2 separate regions of the Drosophila melanogaster genome follow, and region 1 is linked to region 2. Evidence: chromatin contacts called from public Hi-C data. All regions are on one chromosome and are shown on one strand. The core of a region is the stretch at or near the end of the contact, and the rest is flanking DNA. Distances in the headings are between cores, read along the strand shown. Region 1 overlaps CG45002. Region 2 overlaps CG13003.

Region 1 (3,958 bases), core at 836-3,335, 140 kb after region 2:
TTTTCGCAGAGTTGTCGTTTTCCCGCCCTGGTTGAAAATCAATCACTTTTGCAGCTGCCAAAAAAGAATTGCCTTGTCATTTATATCCCCCTTAAATCGTTTTTGTATCCATCAAATGCCCGGGAACGCTGCGATTGTTGTTGAAAAATTGTCGGACATGTTCAATAATGTTTATCAAATGGCATCTCCTTGTGTGGATTGGGATATGGCCCCACCCGAATACAATATATTTTTCTTGTTTTTATCGTTTCAAGAAGGTATACTTTGATTTGTTGCTTGATTTTCGCCGGGGGCCACAAAGGTGAGGCGGGAGAATCAGGAGCCAGATAAAATGTAACAAAATAAAGGCGAAAGTGTCAAAGTGCATTTGTAATGGCTTAACGGAAAGATGAAAGCATCCCTGATTTATGGTTTCCTCGAGAAAAACCCCTTCTGTAAATCAGGGAATTGATTCTGTCGTCCTCGATGGAGCGGCCATCATCTGGCTCAGCAGCTCAACAGTTGCTGCAATTTCACTCCATTGACCTCGGTGGCAATCCTCCAGCAAAGCAATTCCTTTCTGGGATGCTATCGCATATAGATATCACTGAAATCCGATGCATACTTCTTGGTTACTTCCCAAGAAAGCGCCAGAGCGACGCAATTGTATCCACCGAGTATACATAATCGTGGATATTTCTATGCCCTTCAGGGGAAGCATCTTAATTCAAATAAGAGGCTACGATTTAAAAAGGAACTTAGACTTTAAATAAAATTTGAGTGGAAATATATTTTAAATTTTAGATGAGTACTGAAATCCACCAGTTGTTATTAACAACTAGAATATATTTCAAAACCCTGTAATAATTTGTATTAGTTTACAAATATGCTGCAAGTTCTGTGTTCTTATAAGCTTTTTAGTAATACTTCGTTGTACAATATAATTTCTGCAGTTAAGAGTGTTTAAATATTCAGAATACCAATGCCCAGTGCTTTCGCCTGTCGATTATATTTATTTTTGGGCTTGCTGTGGCAAGTATTCAACTCGACTCGACTCGACTTCTATTTGTTCTGTTTGCATTGAATCCCGATGGCTGAAAGGGGCTGTGACTGTGGTGCCAAGTCGGTTGGCGCTTGCTTTTTTGATAAGAGCTCCATCGAGGCAACTCGAGTGTTTGCCCAAGGCAAGCTGTCAGTGCTCCTGCTGCGGATTTTACAGCCGGGAGAGTCCTTGATTTACCAACCATTTCTCATATCGATGCGCTACATTAAATATTCACCATTTGGCCTTGGCAAGTGTCAAGTTGTGGGGCTTAGTTTTGGCTTTCGCCTCGGCACGGCTCCCCTTTCAATTAGCGTCCAATTAATTCAATTGCAGCCTTGCATTGACAGCTCATCGCTGACATGTGTCGCATGTGTCGTATCCCCGCACGCTGGCAAAGGGGCCACATGGCGTATGCGCGATAATATTGCGCATACGTCAGCATTCTGTTTACGTTCTCCTCGCTACTCATCAGCTAAAAAAAAAAAACTTTCCTCTTGATAGGTAATAGCAGCCACATCAACTCAAAAGTTTTTGGCTTGATGTTGAAAGTTTCAGCTAGCTAGCATTTGATGGTATGAAACAGCACTAACAAAATATCAGCTGCGAACGCGAACTTGAATGAAACTGGAATGCAAATTGTGCTCGATATGCTTTATTTGCATAAATAACTAGACCAACACTGGGATAAATTAGGTCTATCTCGGTGATATTTAATCAATGGTATATTCATTAAAATATTTTGGTAGCGGCTTAGTTCATTAAATGCAATATTTGGTAAGACAAAAACTAAAAGCAACAATTTTTAAATTTCGTATTTATTTAATTGCACTTCATTTGATTGGATTCATTTGCTCTCTCGAGCAGGAATATTGTTTGCGGTTCGATTTCATGGGTTGTGTAAATATTTGACTGGATTAATTAAAGCCTAAAGAGCTAGGATAACCGCATATGCAGGGATCTTCTGGCCCCATTCGATATGCACATCTCTCAGGCAGCCAAGCGAATCGAAACGAAAAGCTGTCAGACTAACGAAGCGGCACATCGCACATCCCCTTGCACACTCACTCACTCACTATTTCCTACACACACACACACACACACGTCTATCGTAGTCCTGCAAGGTCCTGTTGGTCGGGGGGGTGGCACTCAAATCCGTTGGCAACTCAACATACTTCACAAATTGTGTTGCACTTGCCAGCGATTTTCGATGTGGCTTTTAAGTGCAGCTCCAGACAGAAATAAAGTGCGGAATACATAAATCAAGCATCAATCATTTACAAAAGAGAATAAGAAACGGGAAACGGAAGACACATAAAAATCCATGTAAAATATTTAAAGAAATAATAAAATCATCTGAATGCCCATCATTCACAACTGTCTTTTAGAAACTGATGAATTCAAACCCTAAGTCAATAAGCTAAAATTTTTAAGTACATAAATACAGTCTTTTCAGGAATTTGTGACGAAGATATCTGCATAAAATCAACTGAAAGCTGATTAAAAATAATTTTCGCAAGTGCTGGACATTTTTCCTTGATATTTATGGTTTCAAATTCCATAACAAAAAATTTATATGGACCTTGTGTTGTTTGTAATTTGAATGCCCAACAAGGCACTTGTTTGGCACTTGTTGTGAGTGTGAATGTGAGCAGGTCCTTTGCCATAAATTACGCACACACACATGCTGACATCCTGCTGCTCTTTGGGCTCCATCATCATCATCGCGATCCCATTGCCATCATCATCATCATCATCGTGGCCATTCAAGGCAGGCGGCAAGTGCATAATAAAATTTTATTATTTTGCTCTGCTTAAAACGGAAATGAATGCAGCCCTCGCATTCGCACACAAGCGCCCAAAAGGTCATACAAGTTAGCTCCTGGTCGGGATTCCAACTCGACATCCTCATCCACATCCACATCCACATGCACATCACAATCACCATCAACAGCAGCAAACTCCAGCTCAGAGAGCAGCTTTTGAACATTTTGCTCGCCTTATGCTCAAAGTAAATGGCAGCAAATTGCATTTTAATCACATTGTTGTGCTCGTGTGGAATGCATAGCACTAGCATCAGCAGGACAACAGCTGCCAAGGGCACTGCGACAAATCGGGGCGCATTTCGTGCCATCCGCTTGCAGGAAGTGAGTGAAAGGGGCGTGGCCGGCATTGCAAGTGAATTTCCTGTACTTTCCTGCCCCCGAGTTAGCCTCAATTAAACACGTCTTATCCCGTCACAGTGTCACTTAGCCCCAACTAAACTTAGATTCAGTTGGTCTGGACATACACTGGAGAAAATGTATATAGATTTGGACTTTTTTCTAAAACCTATGAAACCTATGAAACTATGAAATCATTTATTGCACAGCTGCGCTTATTCTGAAATTTAACAGATCCTAACTTATTACCCTAAGTCCGCTTCATTGGCTTCTGCGTTGAACTCCGTTTGAGAGTCGCAGTTCCATTTTCATTACAGTTCACATGGTGCTGTCAAGTGCAGAGATTCTGGGAGATTTCCATCAGATTGCTGCAGGCTGACGGGGGAAACGCGGGAAAATCGCAGGGAAAATGAGAAATATAGGAGAAGACAGCTGAGAAAGTGGGACAGGGTTGGCCAGATGGAGATAATTGCCGAGTGACATGTGATTGCATCCAATGTAGATTACTTTGCACTTTCCCAGCTTAACATAGAAATTTACAGATTTTCCGCTTTCTACATTTCCCAGCACGTTTTCTGTTCCCAATGCGAAATTAAATCCGATTGATTACACCACGATCAATTGTACTGGCATATTGCGTATACGCCGCGTTGCTACATTTTAATTAATATGCAGGAGATATACTCAACATGCCAGGACATCACCCCCAGCTTTTCTTTCTTTAGCACTTCCTTGGCTGCTGTCAAAAATTTTGTTCCAAAAACTACAGGAACTT
Region 2 (3,774 bases), core at 566-3,065:
TTTGTGTTTTTTTTTTATCTTCGTTTGGTTTGTTCCTAAAGTTGTCGTTCTTGAATGTTATTATTTTCGTTTCTGGGGTTTCTTGTTTCGGTGTGAACCAAAAGATTTCCAGCAATTTTCTGGCTATTTTCGCGCTTGGCCTTTGTGCTTTTTGCTCCACTTGGGTATCTGGCAGAGCCGGGAGTTATTTACGCTACTTTTTTATGATTTTCGCAAATTACTTTTCGTTGGGCAACTTTTGGTGTTGTTGTTGTTGTTTATTGTTGTTGTCGTTGCTGCTGGACATATTTCCGCTGGCAGCAACAACATGACGCGGCGTTCTGGCCGCCAATCAATGAACTGCAAGAGGTTAAAGAAAAGTTTATTATTATCGAATTAGAACCAGATATAGATATAAAACTTTGTTGATAAACACAATCAATTATGGCCAAAAAAAAGTAGAAAAATAGCAAATGGTTTGGGTTTACGAAAGTGGTGATATTCGTACTTAAAGTAGGAATAATTTAATTTAAATTGAAATATTATGTAAGCAATGCAGTATAACTGAAACGTTGTTGTTAAATCCAATTAGTTGTAAGCTCAGATTGCCACAAAATTCAATCAATTCAAACCGCTGAAAGTGGAGCTGATTTACCGATCTCTGGTGCTTAATATCCACAACAAGAATGGTAATGAAACCGCTGGCAGCACAAAAAAAAACGCAATCCAAAGTGTAATTACTATTTTAATTAGGAGATTTATAAGCGAAGCCAGCTCAGTTCTACGATTTCCACTATTTCCTCGGGCGAAAGGCGGAAGTCCATAGTTTGGCCAACGATTTGTGTTTGGATTTCTGTTTCGGTGTGGATGCAACACCTGGCGAGACTGTCACCATCCATTTGGATGAGTGTCCATCTGCCTTCCGTTTCACGTAATTGCCGCATTAAGAAGAGAAATGATAAATAAGCAAGCATATTTTCCACACTCGTTTGTTGCAGTACATCAAAATTACATTAGGCCAACCGTGTGAGCAACGCCGACTGACCCATTTATCGAGTGCCGACCGTCGTCTCACCCAGTTGACTGTGATGTGTTAATTAGTCAAATGTTGGCCAACACTCTTGGCCCAACTTGGCCATGTTTGACTTGGCTTTCAAGTGTACTTAGCTTTTTCCGCGGGCCGGTGGAAGCACTTTGAAGCACATTTTTGAATTGCTTAAATGGATTAATTGTTTCATTTGTCAATGTATAATTTTAATGCGTTAGCTGACTAGTTTGTTTTTTTTTGTATTTTAAGCTATATACTGTTTGCCCAGATGATTTCTAAAAAAATGAAAGCAGGATATACAAATCGTTCCATATCACGTATCAAATGAATTGCAAGAGTTTTACGTATTCTTAACGTATTATTTAACTAAATTAAAAATTCCAATCAAGCCTTAAAAATCCACTTTCCTGTGTTAATCAACTGCTTACCATTGCTTTCATATCTACTCCTCGTAAATGGGCAATCAATCTCACGTAATGTTCCTCCCTTTTGCTTTGCCTCATTTCCTTTGTATTATTTTTCAGTTTATTAAGATTTTGCAATATTATTTCTGGCATCTGCCACACTCTGTGCATATATCGCATTGGTGTTTTCCTGCGTGCATTGCTTTTGTATGCAAGGCACAAAAATGCCAGGCAACGAGAAAAAAAAGGCAAAATAAAGTCGGCAAAAATGATTTAATAAGTCGCCGAGCAGCAACAAAAACCCACAGGCAACCGGATATCGGAGTCGAAGTTGAAGTTGAAACTGAGTAAGTGTTTTGCAATTTCCCTAAGATTTCCATGAGTCGACTGCTCTCTGTATCTGTATCTGTATCTGTTGCTGTTGCTGCTCAGATGAACATACTTGCATCTGTGTGGCATGTTGCAATTGAACATGTGCGTTTGCCACATGATCGGCGGTTCCTCAATTAAACAGTACTTGCATATACAATTTTTATTTGTTTTTGCCATCCATCGTTAAGCTCCCGAAAATTAAGTGCAGCCAAAGCCGATTAATGGCTAAGCGTTTTAATGCCACCAACTCGAAGTGTTGATCATCATGAGAGCAACAATTGGACACCAAACACCGAGCACCAAACACAAGTGCACAGTAAGAAAAATCAGAAACATTATGTAATATTCATTTTTTCTTCTTCCCATTTCCCACTTGAGTAAACGAATTTGAATAGGTTAATATGCCCATATGATCTTGATTTATTAATTTTGACTCATTAAACGTTATATAAAAAAGATTTATAAAATACATTTATAGACGCATAAACCCATAAATAATAAATTTAAAGTGTAAAAGAAAAGGTATAAAAAATATGTGACTGAATAATTTATTTTCATTGCAATAAATCAAATTTTGAAATATTTTACATTTAAAAAAGTGCAAGTACTCATTCAAATACATTTTTTTTAGCCACTCAATGAATTTATTTGCTTAATATTGTATTTATGTAAGTATAATTGCATTTTTTGCAGTGCTGCAAACACCGATCGGCGGACAAAAAACACTTGATTTACGAGTTCCGTTCGCAGAAGCTGCAACTACGTGGAAGCTGCAGTCGTGGATGCCACTTGACTCATTTGCGGCACTCATCCACTCGCCGAATTCATTCATTACGGGGACAGCCGATCTGCCACCAATAATTGTTATTTTATTGTTTAATCGCCGACAACGACGTTGTTTGCTTTGATTTTCGCCGTCGATTTGCCCCATGAATAATAGAGTTGTTTTTTTTTTTTTCTTTTCCTCTGAGCTGTGAACGGAAGGCATTGGCATTACGACCGCGGGTGATTCGAACATGATTCGACAGCAGATTCGTTTGTCTGGTTGAGTGCGAGTACTATACCCCATCTTTGGCCCGCAATGCGATTGCGATCGATTTGATCTCGTTTTTATGGCGATTGATTGTTACAAGGTTTTCGTTTGCCACACGCTCTCTTTCAAGGTTAATGTGGGTGGATTGAAAAACGGAAAAGTGCCTGGTGGCATATATTGAAAAATTTACCATCAATTGGGGTATTGAAATCCCACAAGTTACTTACAACAAGTATGGATGTCTGGATAAATAACAATTAGAATAAGTAGTCTATTTACCCATGCTAACATTATGGTGTATCCACGGCAATTAAAGAGCACTTCACTTTCAGTTCCCATCGCTGGTCATAAGACCGAAATTAGAATAAACCACCGATCATTATGCAAATGCGAGTAATGAGCGGCATCACATCTCGCTTTTGTGGGTCGCCAATTGCGGTTCGCTTTTACTAATTCGGCTTAATTAAGGTGTTGCGGCGTTAATGAACCGAGCCGGCACAGTGGGCCAATAGCTTCAGTTTCAGCTGCCTGTTTTTTTGTTTTTCTCCTTGGCCTCTTCTTGCCCCTTGTCATCCATCGAGTGAAAGAAGGGCAAAAGTCAAGACGTTAAAAACAAACGGCAGACAAAGAGGCAACTTTCCCGCTGTCAACAATGGGCAGGCTGGCTGTCAGGTGGGCGTGGCATCCGAGCTGTTCACATGTGTCTGTTTTCGAGTGCGCCTACTGTCTACTGTCTGCAGTCAGCAGTTTGTAGCCCAACGCTAATGACAATGACTGGGTGGGTAAAAGTGGAGTGCCGCCAGAGAAATGCTCGGATTCGGATTCGCACAGCACTGAGAAAGCTGTGGAAAACGAGTGACTTTGGCCCTAGAATCATGTTTTTATTATAATATGCACATATGGCATAGGGCACTTTAGAGATCTAGAAAGCGACGGAA

What was found. A called contact is a pair of places that touch in the nucleus more often than the background predicts.
Region 1: a contact with region 2 is called in a Hi-C map of the Kc167 cell line, with 1.7 times the contacts expected there. The contact joins two enhancer-like sites. A contact is called at or near these places in 13 of 107 Hi-C or Micro-C datasets (the Kc167 cell line, embryo, eye imaginal disc and 4 more).

Annotation. Positions count from the first base shown.
Region 1 is chrX:17,002,171-17,006,128 of dm6, forward strand. All of the region lies in intron 2 of CG45002, which reads right to left. Among named protein-coding and RNA genes, the nearest start is that of CG43996, 18 kb to the right of the region's middle. Within about 2 kb of position 2,086, at least 5 of the 39 cell types and tissues checked have an H3K27ac peak or open chromatin away from gene starts, as enhancers often do.
Region 2 is chrX:16,857,521-16,861,294 of dm6, forward strand. CG13003 reads right to left here. Exons shown (of 6, transcript NM_001169308.3): 3 at 1-339. Among named protein-coding and RNA genes, the nearest start is that of RSG7, 15 kb to the left of the region's middle. Within about 2 kb of position 1,816, at least 2 of the 39 cell types and tissues checked have an H3K27ac peak or open chromatin away from gene starts, as enhancers often do.